2 separate regions of the Sus scrofa genome follow, and region 2 is linked to region 1. The links are chromatin contacts, called in public HiChIP or PLAC-seq maps. All regions are on one chromosome and are shown on one strand. Each heading gives the region's core, a stretch centred on a gene start, on an enhancer-like site or on the middle of the called end of the contact. The rest is flanking DNA. Distances are from core to core; before and after follow the strand shown.

Region 1 (5,911 bases), core at 2,887-5,386:
TGAGCTGTGGTGTAGGTCGCAGGTGTGGCTCGGATCTGGCATTGCCGTGGCTGTGGTGTAGGCCAGCAACTACAGCTCTGACTTCACCCCTGGCCTGGGAACCTTATGCTGTGGGCGCTGCCCGGAAAAGACAAAATAAATAAAAACAAAGCTGATCACTTAGACATATTTTTTCTTTGTTTGTTTGTTTTGCTTTTTAGGGCCGCACCCACGGCATATGGAGGTTCCCAGGCCAGGGGTTGAATCGATTGAGAGCTACAGTTGCTGGCCTATACCACAGCCATAGCAATGCGTGTGCATCTGTGACCTACACCACAGCTCAGGGCAACGCCGGATCCTTAACCCACTGAGCCACAGCAGGAACTCCCCACTTAGACATCTTAAACTCACTGTCCTGTAGTATGTATGTGGCGTAATAAGCACTTTCTGAAATCCCTTTCAAGCAATCGAGTGGTCTGCATCACAATATATTTGACAAATATTTCTTGCTCTGACTCATTTTAATGTAATATTTGTGACAATGGTTTCTACTTCTTGCAGAACTTAGAAAACAGTGTTGATGAACTTAGTGGAGGACAAAGGCCCAGTCTGACAGCAGAGAACATCTTACTGGGACATTCTGCCTATACGCAGGAGCCTGTGGCTAACACAGAGTCTTCAGATCAAAAATGTGCTCCTAAGCCATTATCTCAACAGTGTGACACAGTTACAGGTATACACCAAAATACTGCTTCTTGATGTCAGAATATTCACTTTGAATCCCATCACACTTTCTTTGTACTGTTTCCACACTGAATTCTTTATTGTTTTGTGTTGTTATACTCTTACGGTAGTGTTCCTAATCTGAATTAAGAAAAGCATAACTAGGAGTTCCCATTGTGGTGCAGAGGAAATGAATCTGACTAGTAACCATGAGGATGCAGGTTTGATCTCTGCCGTGAGCTGTGGTGTAGGTTGCAGATGTGGCTCGGATCCCGAATTGCTGTGGTTATGGCGTAGGCTGGTGGCTATAGCCCCGATTTGACCCTTAGCCTGGGAACTTCCATATGACTTGGGTGTGGCCCTAAAAAGCAAAAAAAAAAAAAAAAAAAAAAAAAAAAAGTGTAACTATTTTCAGGTAGGGACTTGCCTAATTTCCTTATTAAAAGGAGTGTAATACCTTTTTCAATGATTTATATAGCAGTATTTCCCCAAATGTGATGTAATAGTGTTGGCACATGAATCACTGGGTGGTGCATGAGATAATTTTGGTAATGTGCGTTATGTCTACTTAGAAATTTTTAAGAGTGATGTATTTGTTTTAATATATGATAGAAAAATATAACTAGCACATCAAAACTATGATATAATAGATCTTATGTAGAACAAGTTTAAATAAGGCAACATTGTAGAAGTTCACCCTGTACGAATTTCTGACTCAGTGTCCATGCACTCTGGACTACTTTGAAACTTTATTAAGTAAACTTTCTCCTGTAACACTTTGGCAATAAGAGTAGAATAGAGAACATCAATTTTATCTTATGTAGTTGATTCTTAGTATATGCAGTATACATGTCCTGTAGAGTCAGCAGAAACACTAAATTAGCAAATGCTGAACCCCTTCTTCTAGGGGAAATAATAGGGTTAGGTTACTATGAGCCTCCGATGTTGTATACATTTTTTTTAAATTTATTTTTATTTTTTAAGTTTTTTTTATTATAGTTGATTTACAATGTTCTGTCAGTTTCTGCTGTACAGCAGAGTGACCCAGTCTATCTGTATGTACACACACACACATATATACATTCTTTTCCTCAACTATTATCCTCTATCATGTTCCATACTGTTAAATACATTTTTGACAGGTGATCAGTACATAGCCTTATTTTATGTATGTTTCTACTTAAATACACTTATTTAATATATATTAGTGATTCATTAATATTGAACTCACAGCCAATAGCACTGTAACTCATTCCTGCAGGAAGCTTATCTAATACATGTATTTTTTCTGTAAGGCCCATCACAGCCTTCTTGCACTTAGGGTTACTAGAAAGACGTTTGGGGGCCATTTTAAACAGTAAAACCACCAACAAAATATACAAAAATGTGAAAAATATGTCACTAAATAGACAGCAAAAAAGAACATTTGTTCACAGTATAAGAACTGATAAGAAAGCAGAGTAGCACTGTGTTCAGCCTCACTTGCTGAAGTGTGTGTAGCGTGATTCGGGTTTTCATTGCTCTGCACATGTCTACAAGTGACTGAACGTGCTGGGAGTATTTTGAGGTTAAAAATAAATTTCCTCAAGGAGGTGAATTTGCAAAAAAAGAATCTTCAAATTAAGGAAAATCAACAATATTCTCATTTATTTATTTTCCCCCTCATGCTTATGACTGCATTCTCTTAAATGAAAGAACTTCTGGAGATATGCAGATTTCCCAGAAACCAGAAAAGGGGATGCCTGAATTTTAGAAAAGCATTGGTGTAGAGTATTCAGTGCTAGTTTTTTTTCCCCCCATGGCTGCGTCTGCGGCAAATGGAAGTTCCTGGGCTGAGGACTGAATCCAAACTGTAGCTGTGACCTGAGCTGCTGCAGTAGGATTCTTTTTTTTGGGTCTTTTTGCTATTTCTTTGGGCCGCTCTTGCAGCATATGGAGGTTCCCAGGCTAGGGGTCGAATTGGAGCTGTAGCCACTGGCCTACGCCAGAGCCACAGCAACGCAGGATCTGAGCCGCGTCTGCAACCTACACCACAGCTCACGGCAGCGCCGGATCGTTAACCCACTGAGCAAGGACAGGGACCGAACCCGCAACCTCATGGTTCCTAGTCGGATTTGTTAACCACTGCGCCATGACGGGAACTCCTGCAGTAGGATTCTTAACCCACTGTGCCACATCCTCATGTCAGTTTTATATTGAGCAAACACCTTGTATCATTCAGAACTGAGAGAAATTCAAGACTGAGTTTTCTATAGCAATAAATGTAAAGTAATATTTGAATTTGTTCTCATTTTATGTGCATAAGAGTATTAAATTTTTTACATTCTTTTAAATTATGATTCAAAGTGGCATAAAATGTGACTTTTGTTTCTTTGTCAACTGTGCAGACTGCAATTACATAGAATTGACACTAGATGGCTCTTGCAGATCACTTGAGAGCTGCTTGGTACTTGGGAACAAGGAGGTACTTACTTGTTAGAAGTGAAATCCGTGAGGATACATCCTGTTCAGCTCCCCCTTATACCCTGGTAGCACCTAGCAGATTACCTATGGGTATAGTGCATTTTTAGTTGTAGGTAAATTGTAGATATTTATTTTGTTCAATTAGAAAAAACAATAAGTAATGTGGCATAAGATTGAGTATATAGATGAGTCAGTATAAGAGAATGTCTAGGAGTTTGAGCTTTTGGAGTTTCAGGAATCACTTCCAGCTCTGTATATTTGGGCAAATAATTTAATCTTTTTGAGCCCAAGTTAATTCATCTATGAAGTGGGGATGATATTTGTGTATTAGTTATCTTTTGCTCTGTAGCAAATTACCTCCCAATTTTTAAAATTATTATTATTTTAATAGGTTTACCGCAAAATTTAACAGCTGAAGATAGCAAACATTTATTGTCTCACATAGTTTTGCAAAGTCGTGAATCTAGGAGTGGCGTATCTGCATGGTTCTCAGGATCTCTTGAGGGTGTAGTCAAGCTGTTGGTGAGGCTTTGGTCATCTGAAAGCTTTAACTAGGGTTGGAGGAGCTGCTTTCCAGGCTCACTCACATGGTTGATGGCAAGATGCCTCAGTTCCTTACTACATGAACCTTCCTATACAGCTGCTCATGACACGAAAGCTGACTATTCCCAGAGTGGATGACCTGAGAGAAAGTGAGCAACCAAGATGGAAACCACAGTGTCTTTCATAACCTAATTTTAGATGTGACATGTCATTTCTTCTGCCACATTCTGTTGATAACACAGACCTATCCTGGAATAATATAATAGGGGATTACAGAAAGGTGCGACTGCCAGGACTCATGTATTAGGGGTCATTGTAGAGGTTTGTTACCACAAAAACATCTACTTCATAAGGTTATTAGGGATAACAATCCATGTAAAGTAGTTAGTAGGTGACAATGCATGTAAAATAGTTAGCACTTAGCTTGATACATGACGACTGTTACTCTTTTTAGTAATGCTTGGCGTATGTAAAAATATCTTTTCAAATGTATTTAATAGAACCAGAGACTATGCACAGTTGCCTAAAAGGACGGTGCTAGAGTGAACTAGCTTGTTCCTCTTGTTTTAAATATCCTGTTACGTTATGGTTACTGTCGAAGAATGAAATCCATGTATCATTACTTTTGCTATTGGCTAATCTCAGGCCTTTCCTGTTGATTTTTAATAACTTCGTTTACAAAGGCTCCCATCTTATTATGTTGCCTGTCTGTATCCCTGCTCACTTGCAGAAAGTGTCCTACTTGGCAACCTATAGCCCCCTACCACTGTTTCTAATTCTGAGGCTCTCAAGTTGGATTGAGTAACAAAAAGATGCTAAATAGGCTTTGAAGAATTGTCTTGAGAATCCTAAAATGTAAACTGGAATTTTGAACAAACTGTGAGGACCCTGGGACTTAACTACCAATTAGAACTCTTCATTTTCTTAGCAAACTTACATTGAATACCTCATGTGTACCTGCTGCCATATTAGTACTGTATCAGAGTCCTGAGATAAGAGATGGTAGACATCTGCCCTCAAGGGAGTTTACAGATTTGTGTAGGAGAAATAAGATAACAATTATAATATTGTGTGATTAGTGCAACAGCGCAGACTGCTGTAGGAGCACGGAGGAAAAATAGCCCACACATGACGGCTCAGAGAAGGTTTCCCACACGAGCCAATGTGAAACTGAATCTCAGAGGAATTAGCCAAATGATGAAGTGTGATATGCATGTTCCATTTTGTTCATTTACCTATTCAGAAAAGATTTTTTTGAGTGCTTATTTCTGCTCTAAGTTCATTCTAGGTAAAAGGAATATAAAACCTGGTAAGGCCCTATCCATAATGAGTTTTTTTCTCTAGTAGAGGTAGTAAATGACAAGGCAAAAACATGTGGTAAATTATTACAGTTATTGTGAGGAAGTCCATGTAGGGTGGGAGTACAGGTCAAGTGTATCTGGGGAGGGCAGTCAAGAAAGACTTCATATGTGGGGAGCTTACTTGAAATGAATTCTCAATGATGAATAGATGATGGTGGAGTTCCTGTCGTGGCTCAGTGTCTAACAAATCTGACTAGGAACCATGAGGTTGTGGGTTCAATCCCTGGCCTCACTCAGTGGGTTAAGGAGCCAGCATTGCCATGAGCTGTGGTGTAGGGTCACAGATGCAGCTCAGATCCCAAGTTGCTGTGGCTCTGGCATAGGCTGGTGGCTACAGCTCTGAATAGACCGCTAGCCTAGGACCCTCTAAATGCTGCGGGTGTGGCCCTAGAAAAGGCAAAAAGACAAAAAAAAAAAAAAAAAGAAAGACAAAAAAAGATGATGACCCTGTAGTAAGTGTAGGAGAAACCTTCCAGGCAGAATATGCAGTGAGACAAGGGGATGGCCAGACAGTGATACTTAAGCAGGGACATGTAAGTACTTTATCAGTGAATTAGATCTTGGGATGCAATGAGATTGGGAGAGTAAGCAGAAACCATGTGAATATGGATGATAATACCAAGCTGTTTTTGGATTTACTGGAAGACAGCAGAGGTCCATTTGTGTGCAAAATAGAAAAGAATTCCAATCTTATTTTGTATTTATTCCCTTGGAAAATTCAGTCTCGAGTTTCTCTAAATTCTGAATGTTTTGTGATATTCACAGATTCCCTTAAGGATTACATATAAATTGGAGTTCCTGTTGTGGCTCAGTGGTTAACGAACCCTACTAGTGTCCATGAG
Region 2 (5,660 bases), core at 990-3,489, 690 kb after region 1:
GTGGCTTAGACCAGCAGCTGCAGACCCCTAACCTGGGAACTTCCATATGCTGCAGATGTGGTTGTAAAAAGAAAAAAAAAAAAAAAAACAATTAACCAGAAGCTCCTCAGTTTGCTTCAACAACAGCAGCAATAATTGCAATTAACTACCTGTTCTGGGTCCTTCTGTCTGTCATGTTAAGGCTCTTATGTGGTTTCAGTGAAATGAAAGTCATGATACAAGCACTGCCTCTGCCTTACTAGGTCCTGACTCAGAAAGCTTGTTAATCTCTGTGAGTGTCTCTGGCACAACTTTGCATATCTCTAGAATTCACATAGCTGGGGTAGCAGGAGCAATAAGTTGTGTGCTAGACTATTTACGGGCAAGAGAAATAACATAGTCAAATTGCACACCGTCACTGAACATCTACTTCTCTATCTTCTCTCCACCACCTCTTGAGATCGTTTTGCTAGTTAGAGCTCGTGGTTGAGAAGGCAATGGCTGACGCTACAGAGGGCAAAATGCCAGGTCAGCAACTGAACCGCTAAAGCCATATGCGCCTGCTCCATAAATGCCCATTTTTCATCTTCAGTGGGCTTCAAAGTTAAATAGCTAAGACAGAAAATGCAAAGAAAAATATGACCGCAGCAAAACACAGAAACTGCACTGTGGCTAAAATTAAGTCCTTATACCCATCATGCATTTTTAATGTGGACTTTTATGCAAATCATCTCAATGTTTAGGCAGTATTTTTCTTCATTGGTTATTTATGATGCTTTGAGCTAGAAACGTGAGCTTAGTGGGAAAGCCAGAGAATGGGATTTACTTAACAACCATAACTCTGCCCTATCATAAATGAAAAGAAGAAAGGCCATCATCTTGTTGCTCTGTGATAAATAAAAAGAAAAAGCTACCAGGATTCATCGCATCTTTGTTTTTCCTTTCCAAACCAGAATTCCCTGATACATTATATCTGATTGGTTTCTCTTCTCTATTAAAGATCCTCTGCCATTTTGTTTAGTTTAACTGTGCCATTTTATTATTGGGAATGTGAACATTAAAAAAAATCTTGACAAAATTGAAGAGCTTAATAATTAAATGTGGAGTTCCCTTTATGGCTCAGCAGAAACAAATCTGACTAGCATCCATGAGGACACAGTTTTGATCCCTGGCCTCGCTCAGTGACTTAAGGTTCCAGCGTTGCCGTGAGCTGTGATGTAGGTCACAAATGAGGCTCAGATCCCACATTGCTGTGGCTGAGCATAGGCTAGCAGCTACATCTCTGATTAGACCCCTAGCCTGGGAACCTCCATATACCACAGGAGTGGCCCTAAAAAGACAAAAAAAAAATTAAATTCTTTCAGCCAAATGAAAATAGCTTGGGGTTGGGGGGGCAGGTGCTAGAGATAAAGATAAAATTAGGTCAGAGAGTAGAAGGAAAAACGAAGAGCTTGAGAACCTCAGAAGAGAAACTGGGTCCCTAGTCTGATCAATTCTTTGGTGTTGAATTCGAGCCTCTCAAATGCAGTCTTTATTTTGGAATGTGAGTGTGAGATCCTCTAGGGGATTATTAAAGTCCCGCAGTGGACCCAGCCTTGGGATTAAGCTTCTGCAAACAAATTTGCTTGTATAAAACTGAGTAACTGAGCCCACGTGCTGAGGCTCAAGTTTGGACCATCATGTATTTGTACATCTCTCACATTAAGACAGATTTCCTAAACCAGCATCCACCCAATTCTGCCATCTTCAGAGAAGATGCAACTGATGCTAGGCTCTGTGTCCCGAAAGAAAGCATTAACCCCCTCTTCATACTGAGAATAATCCCTAGAAACACTGTAAACAGACTTAAAATGCCCAGGCTAAATAGGAAATCTGGGACCTACCAGAGGGAACTTGTGGGGCAGCTTATTTCTGTTTCAGAAGGAGATCCCATGAGTCACTCATCACCACTCCCCTGTCTAAAAGAGCCTGGTCAAGTTCTGTTTTTACCAAGCCAAGAGATTTTTGCACCCCATGGCAAATAAAATATAGCAAACAGGACACTGCAATTGTCTTGAGTGGTCTTGTCAGCCAGTTAAGCCCTCAGGAGCCATGGCTTCCTTCCCTCATGACTCTGTCCTGGTTTCAAATCATCACAGCCAGTTTCTGACAGAAGTGAATTGCATTTAGCCCATTCCTGACAGACTGTGGGTTCTTCTGCTGTCTACCTTTGGCTGAGCTTGTTCTTAAAATAGTAACTTCCTGCCTGGGCACCCTCCCTCGGAGCTGATCCACATTGCTGGGAGAGAGCTGGCCAAGAGTGTAAGCAGTTAAAGGAAACTACAGGAGTCATCATGCCCTCTGAAATAGCTCCAAAAGTGAGGCTTGGCTGGGCTGGCCCAATAGGCAGGTTAATTGTCAAGACTGAAACATTTGGATCACTGCAGCTCTCCTTGTTGTGGAGACAGAGTATAGGGACTCTGATAACAGTCAAAGACATTTCTAGAAGTAATCTATAATTGCACACTTGGATCCAGTGCTAACCATTCGTAGGTCATCAGATGCGACACCAACAAGTGTTTTATTGTTTGTTTGTTTTTTAAATAAAGTCATAGGTATTTCTTATTCTGAGTTTATTTAGTGAGTGTGTTCACTTTGTGAAACATCATGAAGCGGTCAGTCCACTTAAAATTTTATGTATTTCCACATACTTCAATAAAATGTTTGCTTAAAAAAAAGAAAAATGCAGTTGGAGTTCCTTGGTGGCTCAGCAGGTTAAGGATCCAGTGTTGTTACTGCTGAGGCTCAGGTTCAATCCTGGCCTGGGAACTTCTGCATGCCACAGGAGCAGCCAAAAAAAAAAAAAAAAAAGAAAAAAAAAAGGCAGGGAATTGCTTTAAATATTAAGTCAGCAAATTATGATCCCTGGTCCAAATCCTGTCACATACAGTTTTTGCAACCTGTGAGCTGTGAATGGTTTGTATATTTTTAAATGGTTGAAAAGGAACAAAAGAAAAAGTAATATACTTTGTGTATGTGAATATTATATGAATTTCAAAATTTGGTATCCATAAATAAGATTTTATTAAAATCACCACATCCATTCCTTTATGTACCGCCTATGGCTGTTTTGGCACTCCAACAATGAAGCTATAATTGGGGAAGAAATAGTATGAACTGCAAAGCCTAAAATGTTTATGTTATCATCCTAATATGTTATATTACATATAAACATTTGTATTTATGTCCAATCTTTTACAGAAAATGCTGACCCTCGTTCTAGATTTAAGGAGACAAAGACAACCAAATATAATCCATTATTCTTGATGGGACTGAGATCGGAAACAAAAGAGCTATAAAGGACATTTTGGGAACAATGTGGAAATTGTAAGTATGTTCTGTGTAATCAAATACTATTTTTATAACCACGGTAAATTCCTGGTGTGTGATAATGGCATGGTGATTGTTTCTGTGCTAGAACATTCTGGCTTTGGGGAGGTACATGGGGCGGCAACTTACTTGCAAATAGCTGGGGGAGAGGTACACAAAGAAGACACAAATGTATCACAAATGTGATAAAACATTAGCAAGCCACAAATCCAGGTGAATGGTATAAGGGTGTTTATCCTACTATCCTTTCCACATTTCTCTAGTTTTGAATGTTTTCAAAATAAAAGGTTGGGGGAAATAACAAACACGAACGTAAAAACGATGTTAACTTTAAAAGAAGTCAGCAGACAGGATACAAACAATTGATTGGTAGCATATGCTGAGGGCCCATCACTTAATACAAGTGGTCTGAGGTTTGCACATAAATCTCTTCAGCAGCTATACTTTGGGGGTTGTCATCTTATCAGCCAACAGCTCTCATCCTTGTGGCTTTGCTGAATTCTCCTTTCTGCTTTTTCTGAGCCAATTCCAGACTGCAAGGGGTTTACCAAAGATTTACTTGTTATTCAATCTCCGCATTTGAACCAAAAATGATAGTGTTTATCCTGTCTTTCGAGAAACTCAAAAAATTACCTCCCACATAAATGCACTTTTTAGTTTTTCCTAGTGGGACTTAGAAATCCATCATTAACTGTCACTTGGCCTTTTAAAAATTATTTAATTCCTTGAAGATTTAGTATCTCTTTAATCAGAGCAAAGTCCTAATGCACCGGTAATGATCAGTAATGTACCAGTAATTACACACCCTGTTCAACCTATATTTCATCTGTGTATTTTTATGAGAGTTTCTTTCCTAAATTATGCTTTTGTCTGTGGGCAGTGATTTTGAGGCTTAGGAACCAGCTGAGGTATAGATTATCTTTAAAGGTTGCATATGGATCTGCAAAGACTTGGGGTTTACATGAAGAAGCACTTGCAGGCAGAGGCTGCAAAGCATTTTTGGCTCTGGAATGCAGTAAATGTGATTGTCACTCTTCAGGACCAGTCCCTTGACTCCATGTCAGGTTGACTCATTGTAATATAAAAAATTAAATATTTTTTATCACAATTTGTTTTTGTCTCTGATTGTCAGGCAGAGACCATACATGTTGTGGCTTCTCAATGAAACAAAAACAGCATTTGTTTTATTAATAGACTCAGCTGGCTTCTTCGAAGCAAAACAAATCTAGATCAGGAACAAATCGTCCTTTACCCACTGGCTGAGATTTAAAACACCTCCTCCACTGTCACAGAAAGGAATGAGATTTAATTCAATGTAAACTGCACCGACCAGTTTCTAAAAATAAAATTAGAGGCACTTTAGTTGCTACAACCTTCATTCCAGGAAAATGAGCTATCCAAGTGTCTTAGATTGTTTTATGGAACTGGAGATTAAAATGATTTTTTTGGTAGACATCACGTCGGCTTCCTATTCAAATGAGTCCAGAATGAAGCTGAAGCGAATTATAGGGGAAAAAAATGAATGGCCGTTTATTGGCAGTGAAACAGCTATGTGTTGCCAATAATTTTGAAGCACATATATACACACTTTACACTCCCTTCAGATATTTTATTGGTTCTGTCCATGTAGATGGAAGGTTCTCTACAACTGATACCTCTCAACGCTGATTCCTGATGACTCAGGCTCTTTTGTGGCCGATCCACTGCTAGTCAACTCTGTATAACTCCCTGTGCCCCATCCAAGGCCAGCAGCAGGCAGTGCTATCCTCCATCTCCAAAGAGTGGAAATGAAACGTTTGGTGAGCCCTGCAAAAAGCTTTTACAATGTGAGGTGCAAAAGTTGCACAATCACATATATGTAACAGGAATAAGGCTTTTAATCTCTCTTTCTTGGTAATTTCTTTTTATTATCCAGTCCTTCTATCATTTATACTGGACATGAATGCTGAAGCTTATTGCCCCAGTGAAGAGAGGGCACCAAAAAATTTCAGGAAGAACAAAAGAATGAAGAGGCAAAAGCCTGTGTTGAATTTTATAATAGGTTCTTCCACCTATGGCAGAAGCAAGTTTAAAAGGAGAAACAAAACAAAAACCAAAAAGGTTTCTTAAGCTCCGAAAGGAAAAGAACATGAAGTGCTCAGAACATGGTGTTTATGTGATAAAGTCCAGTGTCATTTTCCTGAAAAGATAAGAAAACTTGAGGGAGGGAGCTGGAGAGACCTTGGAGAGTGAAAAGGCTTAAGGGGAGTGAATGATGCAAGTTTTTATAAAGGGCCTCTTGGGTCCACATCCCTAGGAGAGAAAGGATGATG

Evidence for each region. HiChIP or PLAC-seq counts read pairs in DNA pulled down with a chosen protein or histone mark.
Region 2: an H3K27ac HiChIP or PLAC-seq map of skeletal muscle shows a contact between it and region 1, with 8 times the contacts expected there. The contact joins two enhancer-like sites. A contact is called at or near these places in 11 of 47 Hi-C or Micro-C datasets (alveolar macrophages, embryonic fibroblasts, epiblast stem cells and 7 more) and 1 of 2 datasets of contacts at active chromatin or transcription factors (skeletal muscle).

What each region holds. Positions count from the first base shown.
Region 1 is chr1:187,581,250-187,587,160 of Sscrofa11.1, forward strand. It overlaps KIAA0586 (protein TALPID3), which reads left to right. Exons shown (of 33, transcript XM_021102647.1): 29 at 541-712. Among named protein-coding and RNA genes, the nearest start is that of KIAA0586, 80 kb to the left of the region's middle. Within about 2 kb of position 4,137, at least 4 of the 83 cell types and tissues checked have an H3K27ac peak or open chromatin away from gene starts, as enhancers often do.
Region 2 is chr1:188,275,437-188,281,096 of Sscrofa11.1, forward strand. No RefSeq gene overlaps it. Among named protein-coding and RNA genes, the nearest start is that of DAAM1, 57 kb to the right of the region's middle. Within about 2 kb of position 2,240, at least 8 of the 83 cell types and tissues checked have an H3K27ac peak or open chromatin away from gene starts, as enhancers often do.